2 separate regions of the Mus musculus genome follow, and region 2 is linked to region 1. A link is a contact called in public HiChIP or PLAC-seq data. All regions are on one chromosome and are shown on one strand. Each heading gives the region's core, a stretch centred on a gene start, on an enhancer-like site or on the middle of the called end of the contact. The rest is flanking DNA. Distances are from core to core; before and after follow the strand shown.

The links. HiChIP or PLAC-seq counts read pairs in DNA pulled down with a chosen protein or histone mark.
Region 2: a contact with region 1 is called in an H3K4me3 HiChIP or PLAC-seq map of bone marrow-derived macrophages, with 5 times the contacts expected there. The contact joins two enhancer-like sites. A contact is called at or near these places in 2 of 39 promoter capture datasets (hippocampal neurons and stem cell-derived epiblast-like cells), 6 of 484 Hi-C or Micro-C datasets (the G1E-ER4 cell line, embryonic fibroblasts, embryonic stem cells and 1 more) and 1 of 115 datasets of contacts at active chromatin or transcription factors (bone marrow-derived macrophages).

The regions. Positions count from the first base shown.
Region 1 is chr9:110,728,786-110,735,139 of GRCm38.p6, reverse strand. Pth1r (parathyroid hormone 1 receptor) reads left to right here. Exons shown (of 14, transcript NM_001083936.1): 2 at 3,500-3,602; 3 at 5,411-5,545. Among named protein-coding and RNA genes, the nearest start is that of Gm35775, 9.8 kb to the left of the region's middle. Within about 2 kb of position 2,384, at least 166 of the 459 cell types and tissues checked have an H3K27ac peak or open chromatin away from gene starts, as enhancers often do. A contact at or near this core is called in bone marrow-derived macrophages, where this site is marked.
Region 2 is chr9:111,079,680-111,086,033 of GRCm38.p6, reverse strand. No RefSeq gene overlaps it. Among named protein-coding and RNA genes, the nearest start is that of Gm26409, 7.5 kb to the right of the region's middle. Within about 2 kb of position 2,258, at least 3 of the 459 cell types and tissues checked have an H3K27ac peak or open chromatin away from gene starts, as enhancers often do. A contact at or near this core is called in bone marrow-derived macrophages, where this site is marked.

The DNA of each region.
Region 1 (6,354 bases), core at 1,135-3,634:
GGATTCAGGGCAGGTGTCATACTCTCATTGGTGATACCTAGCCATGACCCAATCCCTGGTTCCTCAGTCTTGCCCCTGAGACTCAAGGTAAACACATTCTGGACCTAAGAAGATAACAGCCTGATTCCTTCATACTCAGGAGCTTTGCCAAGAAAACAGCTCTCTTACAGGGGAAGGAGGTGACTGGGCTGGGAAGGGGGAAGGGAGCAGCAGACAGTGATGATGTCTGTCTGGTCAGAGTTGTCAGCATCTCTCCCCCTCATCCCTCTAAGGATAGATAGGATAGAGGACTGGTCATCTTGGTGGGGGGGTTCTGGCAGTGACCTCGAATGGTGATGTGAGTTCAGGGGTCAACCCAAGCATGCCTCACCCAGCACTGCTCCCATTCCTGGCCCTCAGGGTCCCCAACCCATCAGCCCTTTGCTGTGGACCCCTAGAGACAAGGCTGGGGTTAGGGTGGGGCTGGGGGTGGGAGTGGTGAGTTAGTCCTGTTGCTCACAGAAGCTGTAACAGCAGCTAGCTTTCCTCTGCCTGCCCTGCCCCGGCTTTTGAGGCAGTAGTAGTTCATTTAAATCCACAACAGCCTCGCTGTCACTCTGATGTTACAGGACATCTAAAGCACTGAGCTTAAGCGACTTTGCCAGAGACACTGGTCAATGGCGGAGGTGGGATTTGGCACTAGTGTTAGTAGAGAATCCCTGACGCTGAAAGAAGAAAGGGTGTCTGAGCACTCCAGATGGGGAGTTGTGTTCTAAGGCTAGCAGGGAGGAAGCCCTGGGTAGATGGCTGCCTCTTCTCTTTGGAGAAGTGTTTCCTCACTCTGAGCCACATCCGGCATGGCAGCTCTGTCTTCAGTGGTGTGACAAAGAAGTAGATCTTAACGCCCAGGGAGGTCAGAGGCAAGGCCATTGCCCTTGGGGATGATGAAGGCTTATGGGGGAGGATGCTAGAAGTATGTGGCCTTCCCTGTCCAGGAGCGAGACTCTGGAGAAGGAGACAGGTGGAAGGTTAAGCAGCCACCCCATCCCAGCCTCTGAGTGGCCATGTTAGTCAGTCTCAGGGTGTTAGCTGGGAAGTTTTCAATCCACAACTGCTTACCTCTAATCTAGGCCACCAGGTTAAACTCCCTGGTCACATCAGTGGCTAGCCTGGCCATTAGGAAACTAATGCATGGGCAAGTCATCAGAGATGGGAGCTTTGGTCAGTCATGTACGCCCACTCCTTAAACTGGGACAAAACCACGGCGAATTACAGATCTTGGGAGGGGTGGAGTTGGGCAGAAGGAAGGGACCATAAAAGAATGGATATGGTAGTGAAATGACCAGGCAGTGGTATGGATGGTGGTTATGGAGCAAGTGGTACAATTAGTGATGGTGCTGATGTTGCCTGTGGTGGTGCTGATCTTGATGGTGATAACGTCAAGGCATTCATTCTGGGGATGCTGTGATGGTGCTCGTAGTAATGGTGACGGGAATGGTGTTGGCCCAATTAGGGCAATGATGGTGGTGGTAATGGTGGCTGTATTGATGGTAACAGCAGTGCTCATGGTGGGAACGGACCTGTCAGCAATGGTGATGGTAACCTCGGGAGTGGTGATGGTTATGTTGGTGCTGATTGGGAGGGAGTAGTAATTGATGGAGATATTAACCACAGTGACTGAATGAATGGTAGGGAGTAGATTCTGTCATCGGAGTGAGGTTGTGTAAGAATCGGACCTCCAGTAGCTGGATCTCCAGTGTCAGAGGCATTAGGAGAGCTTCAGGGTGGCTTTGGAGGTCTCTGGATCTTACAAGCCTATTTGTCCTCGCTGATCCTTATCAGCCTGCCCCAGCCAGCTCTGTCGTAGGTGTGGTCTGAGCAGTGGGGAGGGGTTAGAGCCCGCAGCCCAGGGGGATCCACTTCAGCCTTCCTGGGACCCCTAGGCATGAAGGCTAGCTGAGTCCTGAGGGTCCATTTCAGATTCAGGCTCCGGAAGCAGCAGACACAGACATGCATTTTAGAGAAGTTCGGCAACGCTCCCAGAAGCCCTCACAAAGTCTTTAGCCCACAAACATGTACACATGCGTTTTCACAAACACATCAGGCTCCAGGGCCCAAATTTACGAGTTAGGCAGTTCCTTCATGAGAACTTAACAGAAACGGGGCACACAGAAGTTCACACACTGGCCAGACAGCGTGTGCGCAGCCAGTCACACGCACGCGCAAAGACGCTAGCGCGCCTCCGCTAAGTAAAACCAGCAAAACTCTGCGGAGCCAATTGGAGACTCCTTGGCCTGAAAGCCGGAGCAGCTGCCGCCAAGAGACGCGGTCAATTAACTTCTCCCTTCAGCCGGGCTCCCTGACCCGGGCCGCCCGCCCCCTCCCGCCGGCCCGCCCCTAACCTGACCCGCCTCCTTCCTTCCAGGCCTCCAAGTTCTCTGCCTCTCGTAGCTCCACCCTTACTAAAGAGACCCGCCTACATGGCCAGGCATGGGCTGGCAGAGCTGTCGGTTCAGGGTGATCAGGCTGTGTTCTTTGGAGTTTAAGGAAGAGGTAGGCTTTCTAGGGGAGTCATGAGGTCTGAGGTACATGGCTCTGACTGCCCCGGGCTGTCCCAGAGTATCCCACCCGGTACTCCTTCCAGGCAAGATGCTGGCCCCTGCTTCCAAGTCAGGGGAGACTCAGATCTCCTCCAGCAGCCACCATCTCAGAAAGAGACTCTCCCTGACCCCTTGCACTATTCTCTCTTCCGGGGTTAAAATGATGTTGCTGGGTCCCCGTGGGTGTACAGAGTGGAGAGAGGACATTCTTTCAGAGAGGTCAGCAGGAGCAAAGGCCTGTGCTGAGTTACACATGTCCTCCGCAGCATCTGCTAGGATGGAGGAACTTCCAGTGGGATGAAGGGCTCCTAGGACTGCGCCGAGCTGCATGTGGGGGTGCAGCCCAGCCCACTGCTTCTCCATTTTCCCTCTTTGGGGCTCTCAGTAGGAAGGGTGAGACTCTGACCCTTCACTGGGAAAAGCACCGGCTGACCACTGGGTCAGCATGGAAAATGGTGGCTGTCATGGTCCCCGGGGGCCTTGAAACTTGAAGGAATCCAGGCTGGATTTATCTCCTCAGAGTTCAGCACTCCTGATCTAACCCTGGATCACCAGCAGGCAGTCAGGACCCTGTGAGGCTCCATCCTGGGACATTCCACCATTCCCATACACCCCCCCCTGGGGGGGGGGTTACTAGACAAAGAATGCCAGTGGATGCTGGGTTACTGCTGGACAGACAGACAAGACAGCTTCAATTCTTTTCTCCTCCCTGCAAGGGGGCAGGTCCTAGCCATTGAGTTACCGTGGCTTCAAACTTTAAAAGGGAGGCTCTGGAAGGCAGATGCTCTCCCCGACTCCCCACATTCTCTCTGAAGGGATCACTTTTCGAAAGGGGGGAAATCCCTGGGGAGGTTGCATGAGTTTGGAACCAGCTGCCTCACCTGGAAGTGCTGCCTACAGTCTGACCTTTGGTTTGGCAGGTGGACGCAGACGATGTCTTTACCAAAGAGGAACAGATTTTCCTGCTGCACCGTGCCCAGGCGCAATGTGACAAGCTGCTCAAGGAAGTTCTGCACACAGCAGGTGGGGGTGGGGTCAGCATGTGAAAAGGGTGGGAGTCTAGGAAGCGGGGGACAATCGGGTGAAGGAGTTGGAGGCATTAACCTTGGGTGGGCTCAAGAAAGGGAGACCCAGCCAGAGTAAAGGCCTAAAAGAGATGGATCGGGCAAGGGTGAAGTCAACAGGCTCAGGCGATCCTTACCTTCCGGGACTCGGGAAAGTGCTGTCTGCCCACCGGAGCTCTCAGACCCAGGCATGGCCATGTGGGGGCTGGGGAGGGGGAGAGAGACAAGAGCCTTTGGAAAACTTGCTGAAAGATGTGTGGGTCTCCCTTTGCAGATGGAGAAGGCAGACAAAGCACGGGGTCCCAGTGGATTTAGATGGGGTTGGGCAAGCCAGGGACTTTGCTGAGGGCGCTGGTCCAAACAGGGTGGGCTGGGCCAACTTCCTTAAAGAGAAGATTAGCCATGCCATGCCTGGAAGGATGGGAAGCTCCTGCATAGAACCAGCATCCCTAGAACTAGATGGGACAGGGATGTGTGTGTCACTCAGCCGATAGCCTGGACAGAGGGCGTTGGACCGCGCGTGTGTGCGCGCACACACACACACAGCATCTCTAAGGGACCTTGGCCATGGGTAAGGAGGGCATCTCCCATCTTGGGTCTCCTCTCTGCCCCCTTCCGTGAGTCTCTTTCCTGGAAGCAGGTATGGGCTACATTGGCATTCATCCAGGCTTCTGAGGTCTGGCCAATCTCATCACCCTTGCTTACTGTCTGTCCTTCCAGAGCAGCTTTCTCTCTGGAGCTGGCTCTCGGGTTACTGGGGGCTGGGAGTAGAGCATACCCAGGACACAAGCAAATGGTGACAGATTCTCTATGAAGCAAGAGGACTTTGTTCACATTTGTAAAAACTTCCTCTGCAGACCAAGCTCCACCTATCCTGGCCCACCTGTCACACAGAGGGTAGGGACAGATGAACACCTCATATGATCCTAAATGGGGCCCTCTTCCTAGTTGTGGAACCCACAGTTTGGGTACATCTCTGGCTCCTCATCTATCACAGAACCCCTCCCTGAGCGAGAATGCTGTCAGTCATTGTCACCCCAGTCCCCATTGTCAGTCATTGTCAGTCATTGTCACCCCAGTACAGGTTGCCTGGACTCAGCTTCCCACGGACCCCAACGTAGGAGGGTGCCCAAGGTACCCCAGCTTGGGTTACAGCTGAAGTCACACAAGTCAGATAGTGAGGACTTTCTGGCTAAGGACAGAAGCCTCCAGTGTCTTTTCAAGGAGGACAGGTCAGGCCCCAGCTCAGGTGGTGTCTTCAGGGGCTCTTGTAGAAGCTGCAAGCCCCTGACCCGAGTATCTTCGGGCAGAGGGTGGAGAAGGTGGGCTCGTGTGTCCACTCCTAACACAATGCACTCTTTACTCCTGGCTGTGTCACCCACACAGCAGGCTAGCCCGACTTGGTTATCACCTTTACCTCCATCCACCTCTCCCAGTTTCTGCCATGCGCCCTCTGGCGGGCTGTTTCCTCCATCGAGGCTTTGCCTCCTGGCCTGCCATCCTTTCCACTTCCCAGGTGACCCCACCTCATATGTCAGTCACCCCCTTTGAACCTCTGCCAACCACATCTGTTTCCTGGTTGCTTCTCCACCTAGCAAACACCCCCGGGTCACTTGCTTGTCCTCCCTAATCTTCCAGCAGCCTGAGTGTCAGCATCCTTGATAGGATCAACTCATTGTAAAAAGGGGGAGCCGGTGAGGGGCCGGGCAGTAACCAGGGCTGTGGTTACAGCACAGCCGATGGCTAGAACCACCCCCATTTCTCCAGCCAACATAATGGAGTCAGACAAAGGGTGGACGCCAGCATCTACGTCAGGGAAGCCCAGGAAAGAGAAGGCACCGGGAAAGTTCTACCCCGAGTCTAAAGAGAACAAGGATGTGCCCACCGGCAGCAGGCGCCGAGGTATGTCTGTCCATCTTGTGCCCTACCCCTCCTTAGGCAGTCATTTGACCAGGCTCAGATCCACCTGTCTCCACCAATGTGAGTTCCTACAGAAAGTCAGAGACCACAGCTCCCTTCCCAGAAAAGCAGGCCAGGAGGCATCACGCATAGGGGTGGGGAGTCAGGTGAGTTGGGAGGCCTTGGCATACAAGAAAGTGTGCAGAACGGATGCACTGACTCCCCAGAGAAGGACCCAGAGCTGCAGGAAACCCGTGATCCACTGAGGTAAAGAGAGAGGACAGAGTCCTGAGAGACTAGTCAGGGAGAGATGTAGAGAGACAGAGAAGGGAACAAGACGCTCAACCCAGAAGTCTGGTATGTCAAAGGAAGTACAGAAAGACACATAGTGGGAAGACCCATAGACACAGCAAGAGATGAGGGCAGCCTCAGAAGGGTGGAGGCAGACAGTGGGACAAGGAGAGAAGAGGAGAGAGGGAAACAGGGTTGCCTCGGGGAGGTGAGGAGAGACAAACACAGAGCCCAAGCTGTGGCCACAAGGCCAGTTAGAGCCAGCAGGGTGGGCAGCAGATTCCAGATGGGCCACATCTGGGAGCCTGTGGTCACCCTGTGGCTCCCCAGGGACCAGAGGGAATTGTGGGCCTGGCCGGGTGGGGCTGGGAATATGGCGCCCAGGACAGAGAGCCTTTCACCGAGCTGGGCGGATCCAGCCCTCAAGGCTGCCTTCCAGGGAGGTTAGAGAGTCCTGTGGTCAAAGCCCTGCAGTAGGGGGGGGGGGGCTGTAAGCTGCTGTGGAATGCAATGATCTAGAG
Region 2 (6,354 bases), core at 1,009-3,508, 350 kb before region 1:
CCGTGGGCTCAGCAAGTGGAGCTGAAAACCATTTTTATAACATTCGTGAAGTACAAGTGATGGGCACTCTCCGTAACTTCTCTGAGTTTGTTGGGTGCAAAGAGACATGGCCACTGCACACCTTCTGCGGGGATGAAAGGACTGGAGGCAAATCAAGTTTGCAGTTGCACAGCATTTCTCGAGCATTCTCAGGCAGAGTAAATGAGGAATGATTAAAAACCGCCCCCCTCTTCCAACTGCTATCTCTTAGGGCCCAGCCTTGAATCAGCCATTCTGAAATCTCTATGCTAATAAGTTTCTCTAAGTGATTTCCTGAGAATTTACCTGTTGTGTGTCACTATTCCTTCGGAGGCATGAACAAGTGTCTACTCACCCCAGATAGGGAACTAAAAAACAGAGTTACGGGCATCATTGAAGTCTAACCTGGTGAGTGAGCTTTCTTGAGATCACTTACAGGAAAGGAATGTGGGTGAAGGGTCACTCACAGGAGCAAAACTGACTGAAAGACAGCTGCATCACCAAAGTCCACCCAGCATGGGTGTCAGCTCACCATGTCAGCTCACCGAAGCTGGGAACCTGCAACTCACTGCACAGCCCGCAGGCAGCTCAGCAGGTTGGAGAATGTCTTTTCCCAGTAGCTCAGGTGATCTGAGCCTCTTCAGGAAGCTGGGCTGATCTCTGCCTTAGAACTCAGGTTTTCAGGATTGCAAAGTCAGCTGACAAAAACTCTTATCTGCTTAGCCATCCCGCAGTCCTAAAGCAATACACGTTTCATTTTAAAGAAAAAAAAATTTTAAAGGTTTATTTATGGTATGTGAGTACACTGTCATTATCTTCAGACACACCAGAAAAGGGCATCAGATCCCATTACCATCAGATGGTGGGAATTGAACTCAGGACCTCTGGAAGATCAGTCAGTGTTCTTAGCTGCTGAGCCATCTCTCCAGCTCCCCAAAATTTTTTAAATTCACTTTACATCTTAATTGAAGCCCCCCATCCAGTCCCACCCTCCCCCATTCTCCTTTTCCTCTCCTCTCCTCTCCTCTCCTCTCCTCTCCTCTCCTCTCCTCAGAAAAGAGCTTCCCCCTCCATGGGTACCAACCTCCCTCAGTAATAGACTTTACAGTTTTATTTGTGTCTTATTATACCTTGGAACAATTTTGTTGCAAATTTTATAAAATCTCTCATTTTGTTTCTGATAATAAAACATATAAACACACTTCTGGAAAAGCTTTTGTTATGCCCTGAACTCTTCAGATATATGGATTAAAATAGTTTCCATTTCTCGGTTCACGTTGCCCAGACTCAATCCAATGTCTGAGTTTGGTGGGATAGTGTTTGTCTCCCCCACCCCCCCCCGTCTCTTTTCTCTCTCTCTCTGTCTCTCTTATTATATACTAGCGTGTGAGATGATATATATGTATTTGTATATATGCATGCACTATCTTCCTCTTTTACCTCTCTTTTTTTTTTTTTTTTTTTTTTTTAGTATTTAACCATTTGTGTAGGTGAACATGCGGAGGTCAGAAGACAACATCTGGGAATTTGTTCTCTCCATTTATTGTGTGGGTACCAGGGATCAAACTTAGGACACCCTTACCTGCTGAACCATCTGGCTGGCCTCAATTTCATTCTTTTACAAGGTTCATTTTACTTTAAGTGTGTGTGTGCCTGTGTGTGCCTGTATGTGCGTGCGTGTGTGTGTGTGTGTGTGTGTGTGTGTGTGCGTGCATGTGCGTGTGTGTGTGTAACCCATGGAAGCCAGAAAACAGCACTAAGTCCCCTGGAGCTGGAGATACAGGCAACTGTGACTTCATTGGATGTGAGTGCTGTGAGCTGAACTCTGGCCCTTAGGAAGAGCAGCAGGCCCTGTTAACAACAACGGAGCCCTCTCTCCAGCCCCTGCCCCTCCAACCTTAGTTTTTGAGAAAGTGCCTTTCCCTGAATCTGGGTCTCACTTATTTGGTTTGACAGAGCCAGCCAGCAGGCCCCCCAGTGCTGGAACTACTGCTATGCCCAGCTTCTCACATGGGTTCTGGGACCCCAAACTCAGGTCCTCATGTTTGAACAGTGAACACTTTCCTGTCTGATCCATCTTCCTAGACCCATGGGCTGCTGTTTTAAAGCAGAGCATCTGAAGAGTTCATGCTATTATTACCATGCCATAAACTTAGACTCAAACACAAGTCAAGTGGTGCAACCAGATTAAATTTTTGCTACCAAGGACATGGAAAAATAAAATAAGGGAAGTGAAGTATTTCCAGTAAAAATGATGATCTGTCAACAGATACTCTGTTGACAAGATGAAAATTTGTATATGTCACACAAGTAAGACTTCACTTGAATTTTGAAGAAGGAGGATGTAGAGGAGGGAAAAGAAGTGGAAGGGGGAAGAGGAAGAAGGAAGGAGGAGAAGGAGGGGAAGGGGGAAGAGGAGGAAGAAGGGAAGGGGGAGGAGGAGAAGAAGGGAGAAGATGGAGGAGGAAGAGGAGAGGAGAAGGAGGAAGAGGAGAGGAGGAGGAGGAAGGAGGAAGAAGGAGGAGGAAGGAGGGGGAGGGGGGAGGAGGAGGAAGGAGGGGGAGGATGATGAAGGAGGGGGAAGAGGAGGGCAAGGAGGAGGAGGAGAAAGAAGGAGGAGGAGGAGAAGGAGAAGGAGGAGGAGGAGGAAGAGGAGGAAGAGGAGGAGGAGGAGGAGGAGGAGAAGAAGAAGAAGAAGAAGAAGAAGAAGAAGAAGAAGAAGAAGAAGAAGAAGAAGAAACCTAAGAACAAAACTGCCATCTTTAGACTAAGGTCCACTCTTCTTTCTGGTTACTCTGCCATGCACTATGGCTGTTTGCTAGCTCCCTTCAACTGTCTCTCAGTATGAAAAGACCTCTGTGGTGGTTTGATGAGAAAGGCCCCCCATAGGCTCATATATTTGAATGTTTGGTACCCAGTTGGTGAACTATTTAGAAGGATTAGGAGGTGTGGCCTTCTTGGAAGATGTATGTCACTGGGATAGACTGAGGTTTCAAAAGCCACACCAGGTCCAGCCTCATGCTCTCGCTCTCTTGCTCTCTCTCTGCCTCCATCTTGCTAACAAAATATATAAGCTCTGCTGCTCCATTGCCATGCGTGCCTGTGTGCTGACATGTGTGTCATGACGGTCAGACTCACCCTCAGAAGCTATAAGCAAACCTCCAATTAAACGCTTCTGCCTGAGTCATGGCAGTCTTGAGTCTTGAGTCTTCACAGCAACAGAACAGGGACTCCGACAACCTCCTCCTGAAGAAATGTCAGTAAATGATCATGGTGTTTATTTCCACTCTTTTGTGAACACTTGGTGACAGGACACAAGCCCATCCTCACTGAGGGACTTAGGAGGGCTTGAGGAAAGGACCCAACTTCATCATCCCCTAACAAGGGCAGGGGAAGTCCTGAGATATCAGTGTGAACCGCTGGGAGTACCCCAAAGGGAAAATGGGGGCATTTCTGAGCTGGCACCACTTCCTGACCTCTGACAATAACTCTGTGTAATCTGACTCTAAAAATAAAGTAATTTTCACCCCTCAGCTGAGGCTTGCTGTCCAGACACGCAGAAGTGTCTAGAGTCCAGGCAAGTCAGTAAGGGCTGAGGCGAGGCAGGCACATTAAGCCCCCTTCCTTCTCTGAGGCAGGGCAGCAGATAAGAGAGGTCTTGGGAAGCCAGCCTAGTGTTCTTAGAAGCATCATGGCCACAGCCTGGCCTCATTCTTCCTTTACTGCCCTTAGCCTCGGGGAGGGAACGAGGACAGCTGGCTGATGTTTGCTGGCTGATGCTTTGTTGCCTGGTGCTCAGGTTCACCTGGGCCCAATGGATTCTTAGAGCTTGCTTTTCCATCTTTCCACAGCCATGCGCTAGAGCTGCCTCAATGTCACCCTGCTTAGTCTTTCTGTCTTGCAGACAGACAAGCACTGTCCTGTGCTGCGGCCAGCAGCAGTACTGACTATCTCCTGGTACCCACAGTTCACAGACATATCCCCAGTGCTCTTGGCCTATGACGTCAGTAGCCAGCCCTCAGAAGTCCGTAATTATGTGCTTCTCCAAGTCTAGCCACGTGACCTCCTTGGGTGACTTAGTTAGGGTTTCTATTGCTGAAGCAAAACACCAAGACCAAAGAGCCAGTTAGGGGGGAGAATATTTATTTGGCTTACACTTCCAGATCATAGTCCATCATTGGAAGAAGTCAGGACAGGAACTCAAACAGGGCAGGAACCCAGAGGCAAGAACTGATAAAGAGACTATGGAAGGGTGCTGTTTCCTGGCTTGCTTCCTGTACTGGCTAGTTCTGTGGCAACTTGACACAGCTGGAGTTATCACAGAGGAAGGAGTTCCCCTTCAGGAAATGCCTCCACGAGATCCAGCTGTAAGGCATTTTCTCAATTAGTGATCACGGGAGGAGGGCCCCTTGTGAGTGGTGCCATCCCTAGGCTGGTAGTCCTGGGTTCTATAAGAAAGCAAGCTGAGCAAGCCAAGGGAAGCAAGCCAGTAAGTCACATCCTTCCACGGCCTCTGCACCAGCTCCTGCTTCCTGACCTGTTTGTGTTCCAGTTCTGACATCCTTTGGTGATGAACAGCAATGTGGAAGTGTAAGCTAAATAAACCCTTTCTTCTCCAACTTGCTTTTTGGTCATGATGTTTTGTGCAGGAATAGAACCCCTGAATAAGACACTTCCCATGGCTTGCTCAGCCTGCTTTCTTATAGAACTCAAGACCACCAGCCCAGGGATGGTCCCACCCACCATGAGCTGGGCCCTCTCCTATTGATCACTAATTGAGAAGATGCCTTACAGCTGGACCTCATGGAGGCATTTCCTCACCGGGGGCTCCTTCCTCCCCGATGGCCCTAGCTTGTGTCAAGCTGCCATAAACCTAGCACATAGCAGTTCTCAGTGTTCCACCCTGAGGTCAAGGCTGGTTTCCGCAGATGCTCACGTAGAAGCAGAGCCACTGTGCATCACGGCTCAAGTACACGAGGAAGTGAGAACAAGGCCTACTCTAAGCTCTGAGTTCCCTCAGCTCCGGAGATGTTCCCTCAACCCTGCTTGGGAGGGGTTTCCTCTAGTGTGGGTTTAAACATTTAGCCCCCTCAGCTCCTTTCTTCCCTTCATAAAAAGAGGAAGGGAAGCCTGCCTGTTAGCATCCGGCCTAAACTCCACCCCACAGTTACCTGGCAACAGTCAGGTAGGCCTGACCCACTATTAGGGGCTGCTCTCTTGCTCTTGCCCTCTTGCTGTCTCTTGCTCCCTCTTCCCTTCCTCCTCTCTCTCCACGTGCTCATGGCCGGCCTCTACTCCTCTACTTCTCTACTTTCTCTCTCTGCCTCTCTCTGCCTCTACTACCCTCTTAACTCCCCTCTCCATGCCCTGAATAAATTCTATTTTATACTATACCGCTGTGTGGCTGGTCCCTTGGAGGGAAGGGATGCCTTGGCACGGGCCCACTGAGACACCCCCTTCCCCTATACCTTACCACACCTCCCTAGAGCATATCTCCCCATATGCTAATGAGGCATCCCAGTGTCTTGGCTTTCAGCCAATGACCTTTTCCCACCCTGGATATTCCTACCTCCTTCCCCCAAACTACATAATCCTTGATTCATCCCAAGAAAAGTTGATCTGTCTCCCCCAAGCTGATCCTGGCGAGTCATCATTTTCGTTCATACTGATGGGGCTTCTGAACTCCATGGCTGTCACCCCTGATCCTTTTGCCCTCATGGATCAATATCAGCCGATGATCCCAGAGGGCAGGGAGGGTCAGAGCTTGATATTGGTCTTCAGAATCTAGAAAGTTCCTCCTATATTGTGCTGTACACTCACATACACAACATTTTAAGGAGGTGTTTTTGTCTTCTCCTGGTATTGTTCCTTCATCCTGTTGTTTCTTGGATGGGGAGGACAAATATGGGTCAACTATTTCCAGGCTGATGATTCGACATCTGTGTATGTCTCTCCCTCTCATGGATTGTTGGCTGAAACAGACAATGGACAGTGGGAGCAGAGATGACAAGCAGGGGTTAGGAAGCCCCGTGAGTGTATACGGTGAATGACCACATGGAGACCAGCTATCAGGAGGCAGATCAACTTTACTTAGGGTGATTCAAGGCTTATAACGTTCTGGAGGACGGAGGGTAGGAACATCCAGGACGGGCTGAGGGCTTAGGGCATCAAATGTTGTGCCCAGCCCAAAGGCTATCTATCCAGTCACGGTGGTCTTCGACCTTAATTATCAGAGTTTTCTCACACAAAACTTCATACAGAATCCAAATGAGGGCTCCACCCCAGGAACGAGCTGAGCCCAGATGCACCAAGTCTCAGAATTCCAGGGCATCGTCT